2 separate regions of the Mus musculus genome follow, and region 2 is linked to region 1. The links are chromatin contacts, called in public HiChIP or PLAC-seq maps. All regions are on one chromosome and are shown on one strand. Each heading gives the region's core, a stretch centred on a gene start, on an enhancer-like site or on the middle of the called end of the contact. The rest is flanking DNA. Distances are from core to core; before and after follow the strand shown. Region 1 overlaps Rpl3 (ribosomal protein L3). Region 2 overlaps Grap2 (GRB2-related adaptor protein 2).

The links. HiChIP or PLAC-seq counts read pairs in DNA pulled down with a chosen protein or histone mark.
Region 2: a contact with region 1 is called in an H3K4me3 HiChIP or PLAC-seq map of bone marrow-derived macrophages, with 3 times the contacts expected there. The contact joins two enhancer-like sites. A contact is called at or near these places in 3 of 39 promoter capture datasets (the 3T3-L1 cell line and hippocampal neurons), 1 of 484 Hi-C or Micro-C datasets (the N1E-115 cell line) and 1 of 115 datasets of contacts at active chromatin or transcription factors (bone marrow-derived macrophages).

The regions. Positions count from the first base shown.
Region 1 is chr15:80,070,636-80,077,798 of GRCm38.p6, forward strand. Rpl3 (ribosomal protein L3) reads right to left here. Exons shown (of 10, transcript NM_013762.2): 10 at 7,146-7,163. Among named protein-coding and RNA genes, the nearest start is that of Snord83b, 4.4 kb to the right of the region's middle. Within about 2 kb of position 4,261, at least 56 of the 459 cell types and tissues checked have an H3K27ac peak or open chromatin away from gene starts, as enhancers often do. A contact at or near this core is called in bone marrow-derived macrophages, where this site is marked.
Region 2 is chr15:80,646,587-80,653,389 of GRCm38.p6, forward strand. Grap2 (GRB2-related adaptor protein 2) reads left to right here. Exons shown (of 8, transcript NM_001289442.1): 7 at 1,272-1,388; 8 at 1,837-6,268. The coding sequence ends at 2,016. Among named protein-coding and RNA genes, the nearest start is that of Mir6957, 3.9 kb to the left of the region's middle. Within about 2 kb of position 3,520, at least 36 of the 459 cell types and tissues checked have an H3K27ac peak or open chromatin away from gene starts, as enhancers often do. A contact at or near this core is called in bone marrow-derived macrophages, where this site is marked.

The DNA of each region.
Region 1 (7,163 bases), core at 3,011-5,510:
GCTCACTGGCTGCTCTTCCACAGGGTTAATTCCCAGCACCCACATGAAGGCTCAAAACCATCTGTAATTCCAGTGCAAGGGGACCCAGTTCCTTCTTCTGGTCTCTTCAGAAATCAAGAACATCTATGCTGAACAGATATACATACATACATACATACATACATACATACATACAGGCAAAACATTCATAAAATGAAAAAAGAAAAAAATTGCAGCCTTTAATCCCAGCACTTGGGAGGCAGAGGCAGGCAAGTCTCTAGTTCAAGGCCACCCTAGTATACAGAGCACCCTAGGACAGCCAGGGTGACATAGAGAAACCTTGGCCAAAAAAGGAGGAGGAGGAGGAGGAGGAGGAGGAGGAGAGGAAGAGGAAGAGGAAGAGAAAGAGGAAAAGGAGAAAAAAAGAAAGAAAGAAAGAAAGAAAGAAAGAAAGAAAGAAAGAGAAAGAAAGAGAGAAAGAAAAAGAGGTTAAGCAAAAAACAAAACAAAAGGACAATAAATCTTTTTTTTTCTTTAATAGAAAAGAACTTAGTAAAACAAACAAACAAACAAAGTCAGAAACAGATCTGGTGCGCCCCTGGCAGGGCAGGTGGGAATTAAGACCAGAGAGGGCAGCAGTTTGCCCCAAGTGTGCCAGCATGCTTCTGCTCTTTGCAGTTTGTTTTTGCTTAGAGGTTGTTTTGTTTGTTTGTTTGTTTGTTTTGTTAGCTACATCTCATTTCTCTTTATTTTGAGGCAGGTTCTCATCTAGCCCAGGCTGGACTTGAACTCCATATCATGTTGATCTGATCTCCAGCTACTACCTTCCAGGTGTGGCAGTTTGACTGTAGTATGCCACAATACCCAACCCATTTTTCTCTTATTGTTCCTTACTTGCCTTCAGGACACCTCCTCCAGGAAGCCCCCATGCCTCACCCCTGGGTCCCTTTGCCCCTCACACCTTTGCCATTCCTCCCATGGTTCCTTGCGACCCCGTAATGAAGTCCAAACTCCCTCCTGTTTCTGTTCATGCCTGAGTCCCATGTGACTGGGGGTTCACCATCTCTCCCTAGTTCCCTCTGTCTATTCCTGGGGTCCCCCTCTCTCTCCTCCCCCTCTGACCAGCTCCCCCAAGAGTCCTCCCTGCAGCCCTTCTGGAGTCTCACCTGGTATCTCTCTCGAGCCCTAAGCTCAGTATACAGCACTTCTGCTTTCCCTGGGGTTGGGGTGTGTGTGCCTGGAGCCATTTGTAGCTCTGTCCGCTGGGTCTTACATTGGGCCTGAGACCAAGGTCCAAGGGTTCAGTCACTTGCTCAAGGTCACACAGTAGGTCCCAGAGCTGGGAATGGGGCCTTTTCCAGGAAGGGAGGAAGAGGAAACAAACTCCATAGCCCTGGGAGTCTCAGGGCACGTGAGCTGGAGATGGCTTAATCTAACCCTCTCCTCCAAGGTCCAGAAGCCACGCCCCACGGCCCCCAGTCACACAGACACACTGAGATGCAGGCCTGTCCTGAGCCTCAGCCACCGTCCCCACCCCAACCCCTCACCCCAGGCTGGGTTGGGAGAGCACTCTGCTGCCCAAGCCATTTTCAGTTCATCTTTTCCTAATTTTGCTCTGAGGAAGTCGCTGCGGCTGGGCGCTTTCCTCTTCTCTCACGCACTCCCAGAGGCTTCTTGGTCCACTCCCATGTCTGTCTCTCAAAGCTTGGAGCATGATGACCAAAACAGAGCAGGACGACAGAGTGACAGTGAGCAGGCTGGAGGCAGGTGCTAGCAATGGGAGAGAAGAGGACACAGTGCAGGGAACAGTCTAGGGAGTGGACACGCCCCTTCGTTTCCTTGCACGAAGGCGCTGAAGCACAGTTAGCTTGCCAAAGCTTAGGGCAGGAACAATACCTCATCAGCTACCTTATGCATGCCTCTGTCCACAAGTCTTTCAGAGGACTTTTTGTGGGGTACAAGAGCAATCAGGCAGATAGCCCTAACTCCAGGAGCTGGTGTGTGGCTGGAACCCTGAGCCAGTGTGGTGACACGGAGACTGGCATCACACAAGGTGAAAGAACCCAGAGAGCAGAGGCCCACTGGTAACTCTGAAGCAGTGGGCATTCAAGCAGGCTTCAGGAGGAGGGGCCGCTAAGGAGTCAGCAGGGTGAACCCCTTTCCCAGTGTGGAAGAGGGAAATCATCCACGCAAGAGAACAGCCTGTGCCAGAGCTGTAGGGCGTGAGCTGTTTGCTTCCCTCCCCAGGTGCATGAGCCCAAGAGAGACTGGTACCCACTCAGGCCTTGGTCTCTGCTATGAATGAGACTGGGGTCCCCTTAGCACCTGCCTCCCCACATATGAAAAGTAAATGGGACAGCATGAGACATAAGCCAAGTGTGGCCTACCAGGCAGGGGTTTCCCCACCACTCAGCTCATCCTGGTTTGGAAGAGGGCCCTGTGTGGACTGAGATGTCGAGTCTGGATCTGGGCGGGGAGGTGGTGACTCCTAGTTCCCACCGCTGGCTTTCTGCCTGCTGTCTATTTTTATTATAGTTACTATTAAGGGTGTGTGTGTGTGTGGTAGGAGGGGGCATGCTACAATGCACAGATGGTGGTCAGAGGACAACTTGCAGTACTTGGTTCTCTGCTGGCTTGTGATAGAGGATCAGAAGTCCTAGGTCTTCCTCAGCTACATAAGGGGCTAGCTTGGGCTACATGACTATCTTAAGCAAACAAAACCCAGCAACAACAACACAACAACAACAACAAAAACCCTAACTCATCCAGGCTGATGAACTTAAACACACAGTAGGTACTTTATTTGACCATCTGTTTCTGAGTACCTACTATGTGCCTGCACAAATTGCTCTGAGACAGCCCAGCCTACAGGTGGAGGCCACACCGGACAGGACAAGCAGCAGGGACAAGCTGCAGAAGGCACTAAGGTAGCTTCAGGCTGCTGTGACCAGAGTACAGTGTCCAGGGAAGATGGAAAGGTGGTTCTGTGTCAGAGCTTCCTGACTGCACAGTACTCATTCCACTGAGTTTTATTTTGCCAAGTGGAGGGCCTAGGCTAGCCCTGCCTAAGACTGCTAAGTGCCGCCTCTAGTTTTGTGAATCAAATCAAAAGGTCTGGGTCATAGCTGGGCATGGTGGTATGTGCCTGGAGTTCCCTAGCACTTGGGAAGCTGATGCAGAAAGATCAGGATTCATGGCTAGACTGGGCTACATAGTGAGATCCAGGCCAGCCTGGGTAACCCCACCTGAAAATAGAAATCTTTGGGGTGCAAGACTGAGCATAGCTGTTCACTAGGCCTCATTGGGGGCATTAGCTTGGTTCTCACAGCCCTGCTTCTCCAGACCAGAAAAAAAGTCTTACAAGACTGTTCAGGCATCCAGCAAATATTCACAGACCTGGAATGGGGCTAAGGGGCATTCCATGAGCCCAACACATAGTAGGTGCTTCATAAATGTTGGCATAGGAAAAAATGTGAACCGCCGGGCGTGGTGGTACACGCCTTTAATTCCAGCACTTGGGAGGCAGAGGCAGGCGAATCTGAGTTCGAGGCCAGCCTGGTCTACAGAGTGAGTTCCAGGACAGCCACAGCTACACAGAGAAGCCCTGTCTTGAAAAAACAAAACAAAAAAACAAAAAACAAACAAACAAACAAGTGACCCATGGTAGGCCTTTCAGCCAGGAGGGCCTTGCCTTAGAGGAAAAGAGCAATAAAGCCCTTACAGGGAAGAGACCCTGGAAGCCTGGGTCTGACTTCCTGCTCTATGCCTTGGCTTCTAGAAACAAAGTCTTTTGCCAGCACTCAGTGTTTTTCTGAAACACTGTTTCAGAAAAACAAAACAGAACAGACAAAAAGAACAGCACATACCTAGCTGCACTGCTGTTTTCAATTGGATAGAGCTGCTGAGATTCCCCCAGTGCAAGACCCAAAGACTGAGGTCAGTGGCGAGCCGGAACCAGCAGCTCTCCAGCAGAAGGGCCCCGGGCCCAGACCTTCCATGGATGAACGGGTGACTGGCTTGGTTGTTTAACGCACCTTAGTGGTGCTGTTCTGGTATGGAGAAAGGTGGGTGGTGTCAGGGTCAAAGTGCATATACTGTGCACATGGGGACTGCTGTCCCTTTGCTTGGATTATCATCTGTGGAATGACAGGATAAACCTGCAGAAGCACAGGTCAGCCACTGTCACCTAGCACCCTGTGTCATGTCCCAGGCTGGGCGCTGGCCAGGCAACCCGCTGGAGGAGCCAAGTGGCAAGTGGATGGTGGCTGGAGGGATGGGGAAGTGGTTGCTTCGGCTATCTTTAGCACCTTCCCTCAGCCTTTGACTCTGCCAGGCTGAGTAGAACAGAGGGAATCAGGGCCACTTCTCCATAATCACATGAAACCAGTGACCTGGAGCCACTCGGGGACCCACTGTTGTATCTGACTCCTCACTGCCTGTCGTCAGGGATAAGCACTCCATCACCCCCATCTGTGAAGGAGGTATAGCCCATAGATGAACTTAGGGAAGGGAAAGGACAGGATTCAAGGGACTGCAGAAATACTGGGAACCACCCCTCTACCCCTCATGGAGCCTTAGTGGTCCTGCTTGTTTTAGACAGTGGACACAGTAGTCAGGTGCTTAGCTTAACCTCCTGAGGCAGCAACTGCCTTCAGCTTCCCTACTCCAAGGAATGAGCTTCTCTACCTCAGACTCCTATCGGCTGTAAGGATCACACATGCTCAGAAGCAAACCTTCCTCTGTGACTAGGGAATAGCAGGGGTAGGGACTGAAGCCCAGCCAGAGGTGTGAAACACTAGGGGCTCACCAGGCAGGCTGCCTCCCCTACCCAACCCCCAGGAGCCAGACCAGGTTTGACAGCTGCTTCTAGCATCGTGATCTTTATGATGCCTGGGCTCAGTCCCAGCAGTGCCCACCCCACAGCTGGTCAGTGGGTACCTTCTCCCGACCTCAGCTCTGCATCTGTATCACTGTGGGGTAGTAAGGAACCCATGTCAAGGAGTGGCCCTAAGGATTCTGAGTGTGAAGACCTCAGGCTAGACTGGAGAGAAGGAACTATGAGGCTCTTGGGAGTCGGCCAGCCGCTGGATCAAGGACCAGGCCCTTGTTAGAGGCTTCAGTAGAGGGAAGGGTGGTAGAGGGATCGCAAAACCAGACCAGACAAGTAGCTGCTTGCTGAGAACTGGCAGAATATGGGGTTTCCTGTACTAAGGAAGGAGGCAGCCTGGGGCCATGGCCACCCCAGCAAGACTGTCACCAGGATCCAGGTTATAGCACTGAGGCGAGCCCAGGTGGCAGGCCTAGCCAGGGCTGCCTGCCTCTTTGGGCAGTCGTGCCTTTTAAGGCAATTGCAACCCCACTAGTACTTCCCTGTGTTCCCACTTGCTCAGATTCTCAGCAGGTATTTTTTTTCCCCCAAGATTGGAACTCCTTTTGTCACCACGGGGTTCCAGTGAGGCCTGTCTGGGGGTTCTGGTGAGAAGAATATGCCACAGGCACCGGAGGCACACCCTCTGGGACTTACATGGGAAGGGTGGGGAGAGGCAATGACTCAGCCCAGTCCAGCAACTTGCAGAAATGCTGGGTCTCCCACCCTGGTACAGATGCTGTACTTCACAAAATTTGAGCTACTGTGTACCAAGCTCTGATCAAGGGAACCTGCAGTTGGCTTTTTCAGCTCTCCTCCCTCAGGAGCTGGGACCAGAGCCCAAGATATCTGTCCACAGAGCCTCTTCACTTGCTACTTCCTAAGAAAATGTCAGAGCTTCACCCTGTCTTTTGCTCAGGCCCCCATCACTGGACAGCCTGTTACTTGGACTTCTCTGCATTTATAACCTGCCTCCCCACACAAGTTCCTGAGATAAGCAGCTTCAGGACGGTCTTTCCAGTACTCCAGCAATGGCACTAGTGTACAGTGAGCACCAGACTCTGAAGACTAACCAGGCCTTGCCTGTATCTTAGGGCTGCCATCTTGGGCTAGGGCCAGCATTCAGACATCCTAACATCCACAAGGTGGCTCAACTTCATTTGTCTTCCTCTTCTGCCTCTGCATCCATGCAGGTGATTAAATGTAAACACACCAAGAACTATTCTGAGAGGCAGCAGGGTGTATATTTCCAGCACTTGAAGAGTCCCAGCTGGTATACAACCACCTGGGCTACATGTGGTCCTAACCTGGAGAATGTTGCTCTGGGGGTCTGATACTGGCCACACTAATGGGCAATCTTTCAATGCCTCCTTCAGACCTAAGAGGTCCCTAAAAGAGCCCAAGCCTGGGGTCAAGATATTGTGAGAATGCAACTGAGTGTTGCTGGGTTTTCACCATGTATGTGCTACACCCACCCCCTGGTGGCCCACGCCTGAAGTACAGCCTAAATTGCCAAACAGCATCAACAGCTAGCACTGATCCACCTCTGCAGACCTCCAAAGCCTCTTCCCATGTAGGGTTGCAGCACTATTATGAAAGGCCAGAGGCTCATGAGCAGCCTTTAATCTGATGTAGACAATGTTATACCAATCTATACATCTTCAAGTTGCTGATCATCACCCGATTTAGCATCAATCCCACTTTCACTGGGTTGCAGGGTCAAACCCCAGACTCATACTATCTGGATTGGATGCAAGCTCCTATTAGAGCCTCAGAGCCAAACCAAGCTGTTCTAAGGAGGGTTGGCCTATTAAATGGTAATACTAGATAGAGAGCAAGCCAACTATAAACCATCAGGTAGATCAAACCCAACCTTTTGCACGTTTTAGCAGGCCTAGGGCCTAATCAATAATACCTAAGAAACAGAGACCCAAACTCTGTACAGACTGGGAGGGGATACAGAAGCTGTGACAGATACATTAGGGACACATTACTCTTCAGTAGCCCCAACAATTGCTTTAGGCATTGCATTGCAAACCTGTCAGTTTCATTCAACAACTCAAATGTTGCTAAACTAGGCTCTTCAGTTCTTAGTGGCTACCAGGCTGGCCACTGCTCTTAAAGAAATGTGGAGCCGGGCGTGGTGGCGCACACCTTTAATCCCAGCACTTGGGAGGCAGACGGATTTCTGAATTCGAGGCCAGCCTGGTCTACAGAGTGAGTTCCAGGACAGCCCGGGCTATACAGAGAAACCCTGTCTTGAAAAACCAAAAAAAAAAAAAAAAAAAAAAAGAAATGTGGGAAAACCAGTGTGAGT
Region 2 (6,803 bases), core at 2,270-4,769, 580 kb after region 1:
TTTCAATCCCTGCCCCTTAACCTGTAAAAAGAAAACCGGATTAACACCTACCGCTGCCCTGATTGTTTATCTACCCCTGCCTGCTCCAGAAGGGAATTGCTAGAGGCTTACAGAGAGGGACAATACAATAAGACAACATTGGTCTACATCCCTCCACGGGGCACACAGTCCTTTGTGAGCTGCCTGTATCTACTTTCCCAGGCCCATATCCTGCTACCAGCCCCCACTACCGTGCAAACACGCAACCCAGCAAACGGCACCACACTGGCGTGGCTCAGAGCATTTTCTCTCTTTCTGGCTTTTTATAAACTGTTCTGTCTGCCTGATGAGTCTGTCCTGGCCCAAACCGCTTCTCCTTCAAACTGAAGCCCAGGCACCACCTCTTCCAGGATGCCCTCCATGATCTACCCAGGCACACCTGGGCTTTCCCATTTGCTCATTTAGCACATCACTGTATATGGTCCTTCCTCTAAACCAGCAAATGTTCCTGATTTTTTTTTTATTTGTAAATAGGAAAAGAACCACACAAGCTAGGTATGACAATGCATGCCTATAATCCCAACATTTAGGAGCCTGAGGCAGGAGGATTAAGAGCCCAACTCTATCCTGGGCTACACAGTGAGTGCAAGGTCAGCCTGAGCTATACAGTGGGACCCTGTCTTAAGATTAAAAGGGAAAAAAATAGGGCTAGAGAGATGGCTTAACGGATAAAGTGTTTGCTAGGCAGATAAGAGGGCCGGAAATCAGGTTCACAGCACCCACGTACAAACTAGCATCAGGAACACATCCTTAACCTCACTGCTGAGGCAGATCCCAGGAGCTCATTGGCCAATCAGTCTAGCTGAATCAGTGAGTTCCAGGTTCAGAAACATCCGTTCAAGTGGATAGAAGAGTGACAGAGGATACCCCATATCACCTTCAGGACTCTACACTAACACATGAATATACACATACACAGATGGTGATGATGATGATGGTGGTGGTGGTGGTGGTGGTGGGTTGGTTGCAATCCTGAGGCTCGGGGTACACAAGACTCCCCAAATTACTGTGATTTCATTGAATAAATGGAGGCCATCATCTTTGACTTCAGAATCTAAGATCCCTTCAGATTCCCTCCTGTGTGTTTTCCAAGATGAAGGGTGATGATGGCCAGCAAGTCTTCTTGGGTGTTATCTCAGTAGACAGCACCCCCAAGCAAGGCACAGGGTTGGGGCAGTCTGTGAGAGTCACCACTACTGATCCTGCAGCGGCCCTCTCCTTCATGTCTCTAGGACCGTCGTGGGGGCAGCCTGGACATAAACGATGGACACTGCGGCCTTGGAAGTGAGGTGAACGCCACGCTGATGCACCGGAGACACACCGACCCCGTACAACTCCAGGCAGCAGGGGTGAGTGAGCAGAGAGGGCGAGGAGGTCTCACCAGAGAGGGCTCAGCCTGGCTCATCCAGGCTGCTATTTTCAGACTATTGGGCTTTCACGCTCTTCTCCATCTCCTGGCAGCAGGGGATGCGTGAGGTTTATCCTTGCGATCCAGTACACGTGGCCTTGGGACCTACCCAGTGGTAGGGCACTTACATAACATATATGAGGTCCTAGCTTCCATCCCCTGTACCACAGTAGCAGAACAAGACCATATCAAGAGCAAAGGTAGTACGGCCCAGTAGCTTGGTGCCCAGGGCTGTGCATATCAGGTCTGCTTTAGATTGCTGCAAAGTCAGCCTTTGGGAAGGGCTCGGAGGACTCAGAATAGATCTAGAAGCTCACGGCTCCTCTGTGTGATAGTCGTACCAAAGACCAGCCTACCGAGCTCATTCCCATCTCTTGTCTCTCCTACAGCGGGTGCGTTGGGCCAGGGCACTGTATGACTTTGAGGCTCTGGAAGAGGACGAGCTGGGATTCCGAAGCGGAGAAGTGGTTGAAGTCCTGGACAGCTCCAACCCATCTTGGTGGACCGGCCGTCTGCACAACAAACTGGGTCTCTTCCCTGCCAACTATGTGGCCCCCATGATGCGATGAGTCGTACTGCAAGGCTTAGGGGCTTTTCGTCCAAAGCCGCCTGCAAGACAGAGAGGGGCGAGGGGGTAAAGCTGAACTTTATAATGACACATACATGCATACATGTGCATGTGTGCCCGAGTACACAAAACATGTATATGTATGCCGATGGCTACACACGACATTTTATAATAGTAATTTATTGGCAGGCAGGTTGGCTCGTTGATCAGCATGAGAAGGAACTTGGGTGGCGAGGGGGCCGTTTTGCCAGCTCTTCTCTGCCTGAGAGGGCAGTGGGGAGCTGGGAGCAGGGCGGGGAAATGACCTTTTCCAACCCTCAAACTTTCACCGTTTCCTTCCTGGCTTGGGAATTTTCCAAGAGAGCAGGCAGCTCAGCAGAGATCACACCCCAGGGATGGATGAACAGGGCAAGGCTGGGCTTGGCGAGGCACGTTAGGTAGTTCACCTGGCTCTGTCCACTTACAGGGTAGCTCCCCTCTTTTGCATAGAGCAGGCGCTGCGCCCTGAGAATTAAGGTGTAGCAGATGCAGGGCTTCAGGCACCAGGCAAGTCTGAGCAGGTCGCCAGCAAGGGTGTGGTCGGGAGGCTCCTCTTGGTGTGGGAGAGACACGCAGGCTCAGGCCTAGCCGATGTCTGGCTAGGACTTTTACTTTCCACCAGAGACTGTCCCTTGGGCAATCCTCTTCCCCTACGGCTGACAGGAGAGTTAGAACGGAGCGATGCCACAGAGGTTCTCCACAGGCCCTTGTGGCTTACTTGAATGTAACTTGTTTCCTCGGCTGCAGAGAAAGCTGCAGCCTAGATTCTTGGAAGTGCTTGGAGAAGCCCTGGCGGAGAATGTGGGATGTGTCAGCAGCCTCACTCTGTGGTTACAAGAGTGTCTCTGTGGAGCTCAATTGGGTTTTGCTCCTGATTTTCTGTGGTTGAGGACATCTTTGCCAGTGGACGAAAGGGAAGCCAAGAGTGCTGACTGTGGATCGACTGATAAATTGACAGACTGACTCTAACCCTGACAGGAGCTTTCACGGAAATGGGTTTCCTCTTCTGTTTGAGCGCTAGGCCTTCCCCTATCCTCCCTCCACCTGGGAAGAGGAAGCCCACTGCCACTGTCCCTCTGTCACCTTAAACTAGAATTGTGTGTCCTGGGGAATGGAGCACAGAGAAGCCTGGCTGGGTGGGGAGGGGGACTCTGGAGAGGAAGCCCAGTGCTTTTGGGCAGCCTGGGAGTAAAGATGTCAGAACAGAAGGTACTTACAAGGGTGTTGGTGTAGTCGTGTGTGTGTGTGTGTGTGTGTGTGTGTGTGTGTGTGTGTGTGTGTTCTAAGATAGGAAAGGAAGAGCTGGGTGAAAGGGGTGGTAAGCATATGTGATGGGAGGGGGGCTGTCTCCTTGTCCCCTCCTGCTTTAGGGAGGGACTGGAGGGCATCTGTTAGTGAGGGAGACAAAAGAACAGTCTGTGACTCAGGAGTCACTGCAGTGTGGCACATACTCTGTCCCTTGTGACTCTGATTCAACAATCTTCTGATCCCTAGGTTCCCTTTAGAGAGAAAGAGAGGGACCAGGAGGGAAGAGATCATAGCCTGGAGGCTCAGGGATGCAGCTGCAGCCCTGGGACAGGAAAGCAGAGACAGTGTCAGAAGATGGGTGGCAGGTGGGAGACAGGGAGACTGTGGGGGGTGGGGGTGGGGTAGTATCAATTGGGGCAGCAAGGGGAGACATGGGCAGGTGGTACAGAAAGAACTCTTACCCCTCCCCCGGAGAAGGTAGGAGCCCCCCCCCTAACACCCCCCCCCCAGCAGGTGAGGAAAGAGTGCATCAGGAGGAGGTGAAGGGCAGAGAAGGCGCCAAGGAGGAAAAATGAGGCCGGAAGCTGAGGCAAAGTGGGCCCAAGCTTGGTAGTAGGTGATGTGAGACATTACAGTAAATAAAAGCCAAAAGTGGTGTTTGGTTTTACAGTATTTGCAAACCATATGCTTTCCAACAGCCCACAAACTTCATCCATTTGGCTGATTCTGTGGGAGGAGCAGCCCTGGCTGAGGCAGAGATGACTAGCCTGGTTCTGGTCTAGTTACTATGCCTTGAAATACTCTATGAGAATACAGTAATAAAGTTTTGCCAGCCTGTATCTGGTGCTCATGCTGCACAGCCCTAGGAGAAGGGGGTACTCCTCACCTTGGGGCAGCAAAACCCCTAGAACAGGCATCCTGTTCTAGCAGGAGCCCTGGTGGGAGAAGGTAGGAGGAATTCTTTATTGAGGTATCCTCATTAGCAGGGTTCGATTCGAAAGGGAACAGGAGAGTCACCCCAAACCATGAAGGGAGACCAAGGACTCCCAGGGGCTGAGCCTAGGAGGCCAGCACCAAACTGTCTACCTGGGGCTCAGATCTCTTTGGATTCTGCTACTGCTTCCTGGGAAGTAGGTAAGGAAGAGAGCATGAGCCATCATACCCCCCAACTCTCTCTCTCTCTCTCTCTGGCTGCACAGCCAACTGCAAGTACACGGTCTCTGATTTTGGCCGACACACCATAGGTGCGACTTCATGACATCTGAGCAGAGAACTTCTAAGAAGAGCCAGTTCCTGTTGACCAATCAGAGTTTCCTCCCCACTTGCTGAAAAATCACTTCATTTCGAATATCCAGCAGCTACCATGGCCCACTCCCCATTACATGGTCTCAGTCTTTCCAAGATCTCAAGTATGTGAGCATTGTCTGGGGGCCGTGTTAAAATGCTGGCTCTGACTCAGCCTTATATCTATCTCTAACAAGCTCCCAGGTGCTTTGATCAGCAAGGGCATCGGTCTCACAAATCTAATTGGATTCTTTTTCTGGGGATAGTCAGCCACTGCTCTCTGTTGCTAGCGAATAAGTCACTTTGGCTTTGGGACAGGCACAACTCGTTACTGTCTTTATGACACCATTCCTGTTTGGCGGCCAGTGACTTCTTTTTTACATCTTCATCGGGGATCAGAAATTTTCCAAGTGACAGGCATTTGGCTGGAGACTCACACAGGAATTCCCTACTAGAAATCACTTTAACAGGAGCAGAAGCTGTGGAAGGTGCAGGAAGACTTCTCAGGAAATCCTGAAAGAGAAAAATCAATGTCCATCACTTTGGGCTCTGGGCAAGGCAGGGAATATCACTAGATCTCAGCTCACAGCCCACACAAGGGACAGACCGTCCTGGTCAAAATAATTGCATGACACAATTGTTTTGTCTAGTTTCAATGTGACTATCTGTAAGACAAGAGTGTGAAAAAAATCTACCACTGCAATTCTTTAAAACAAATTTATTTTTGTTATTGTTTTTCAAGTCCTTCCACTTCATCTCCCAGCCGGCGGCATCTTTCTGTCTCCCATAGCAACTGCACTATCTTCTGTACTTGTTGCCCTGCATTCCTTCCTGTGCCTGGTACACTCTCCACTCAGACACCAAGGCAATCTTTGGACAGACAAACCCAATCACACCACTTTTCTTCACAGGCATTTATCCTTGAACCTAAAATCCCAGCCCGGTCTTGCAAGGTCTGGCCCCTTCGGGATCATCTCTCCAACTTCCTCTTGCTTTCATACCCCTTCCCCACTGTCCTTCCTTCAGCCTCCAGATGGCTAAGAACCTTCCGAAGGGGGAGTCATAACTGTGGGTCCCCCCAGGATGCACATCCTGTGCTTTCCAGCTGACTGCTGTTCAGATCTGGGTTCACACGTCACTTCCTCTCATCACCCCCATGTGGAATAAAATACATCTTTAGATTACCTCTTGAGTCCCATGGTTTTCCTGAACACCATGCACACAGATGGGGGCACTAGATCGAGTGGTGTGACCATTAGACTGTATGCTTCTTGGGGTGTGTGTGGGGTCATTGTATTTTGTAGATACTTTATATATTCATGGCACATGGGGAAGGCTGTCAGTAGATATGTGTCTAATGAATGATATTGTGTTTCTCTAAGGTGAAAACTCAGGTATAAAATGAGAAAAGGGTGAGACAAGATGCTCTAACGAGAAGGTGAAACACTCTTACAAGGAAACTCATTAAGATAGGAAGTAACCAACTCAAAATACCTTCAGGAAGTCCCTGAAACTGACTAGATTAACTAGGCCCCTTTCTCCTCTGTAATATATAAGCAGCAAAGACAGCTGTGATTCTTAGAAGATTCTCAAACAAAACATCCCAGAATAATCAAAGACCAGCCAAAAGCCTGAAAAAAAAAAAAAAAAAAAAAAAAAGAAGAGACCAGCTGAACTGCCTGGAAGAGACTCAAACCATTTGAGCCACCAGAAAAGACACTCTCCAACCTGTTGAGCTGCCTGAAGGTTGTGCAGTGAGCTCTCAGTTTCTGGTTTTCATGAGCTGTCACCCATGCTGGGGTAGGATCTGCTCTTGTAAGTTACCCCTACCCATGCCCTGTTGGTAATCTCAATAAACTCATTGCTTTAACTGGATGTCGGGGGTGTCTGTACTTCAGCCTATCACCAGTTCCCTGTCTGGATGAGTAGACATTTGTTTATGTTTTTCCGGGAATAGTCAGACTACAATGAACAAGAAATAGCTGTTCAATCTTGTCTATTCATTCACCCCAAGTGCCTGAAGCGTTCCAGACCCACAGGTACACACAAAGGGGTTTTCCATGTGACACGCATGTGGCTGAAGCTTTTACAACTTCCCTCAGATTCTCCTCTGGGTACTTCTAGAGTCCTTGGTACTTACAGAGTCCTGGCCCATCTGTTCCTGTCCATTGCGCCACAAATCCTCCACTGACTACGTTTTTTTGGATTGCCCGGATC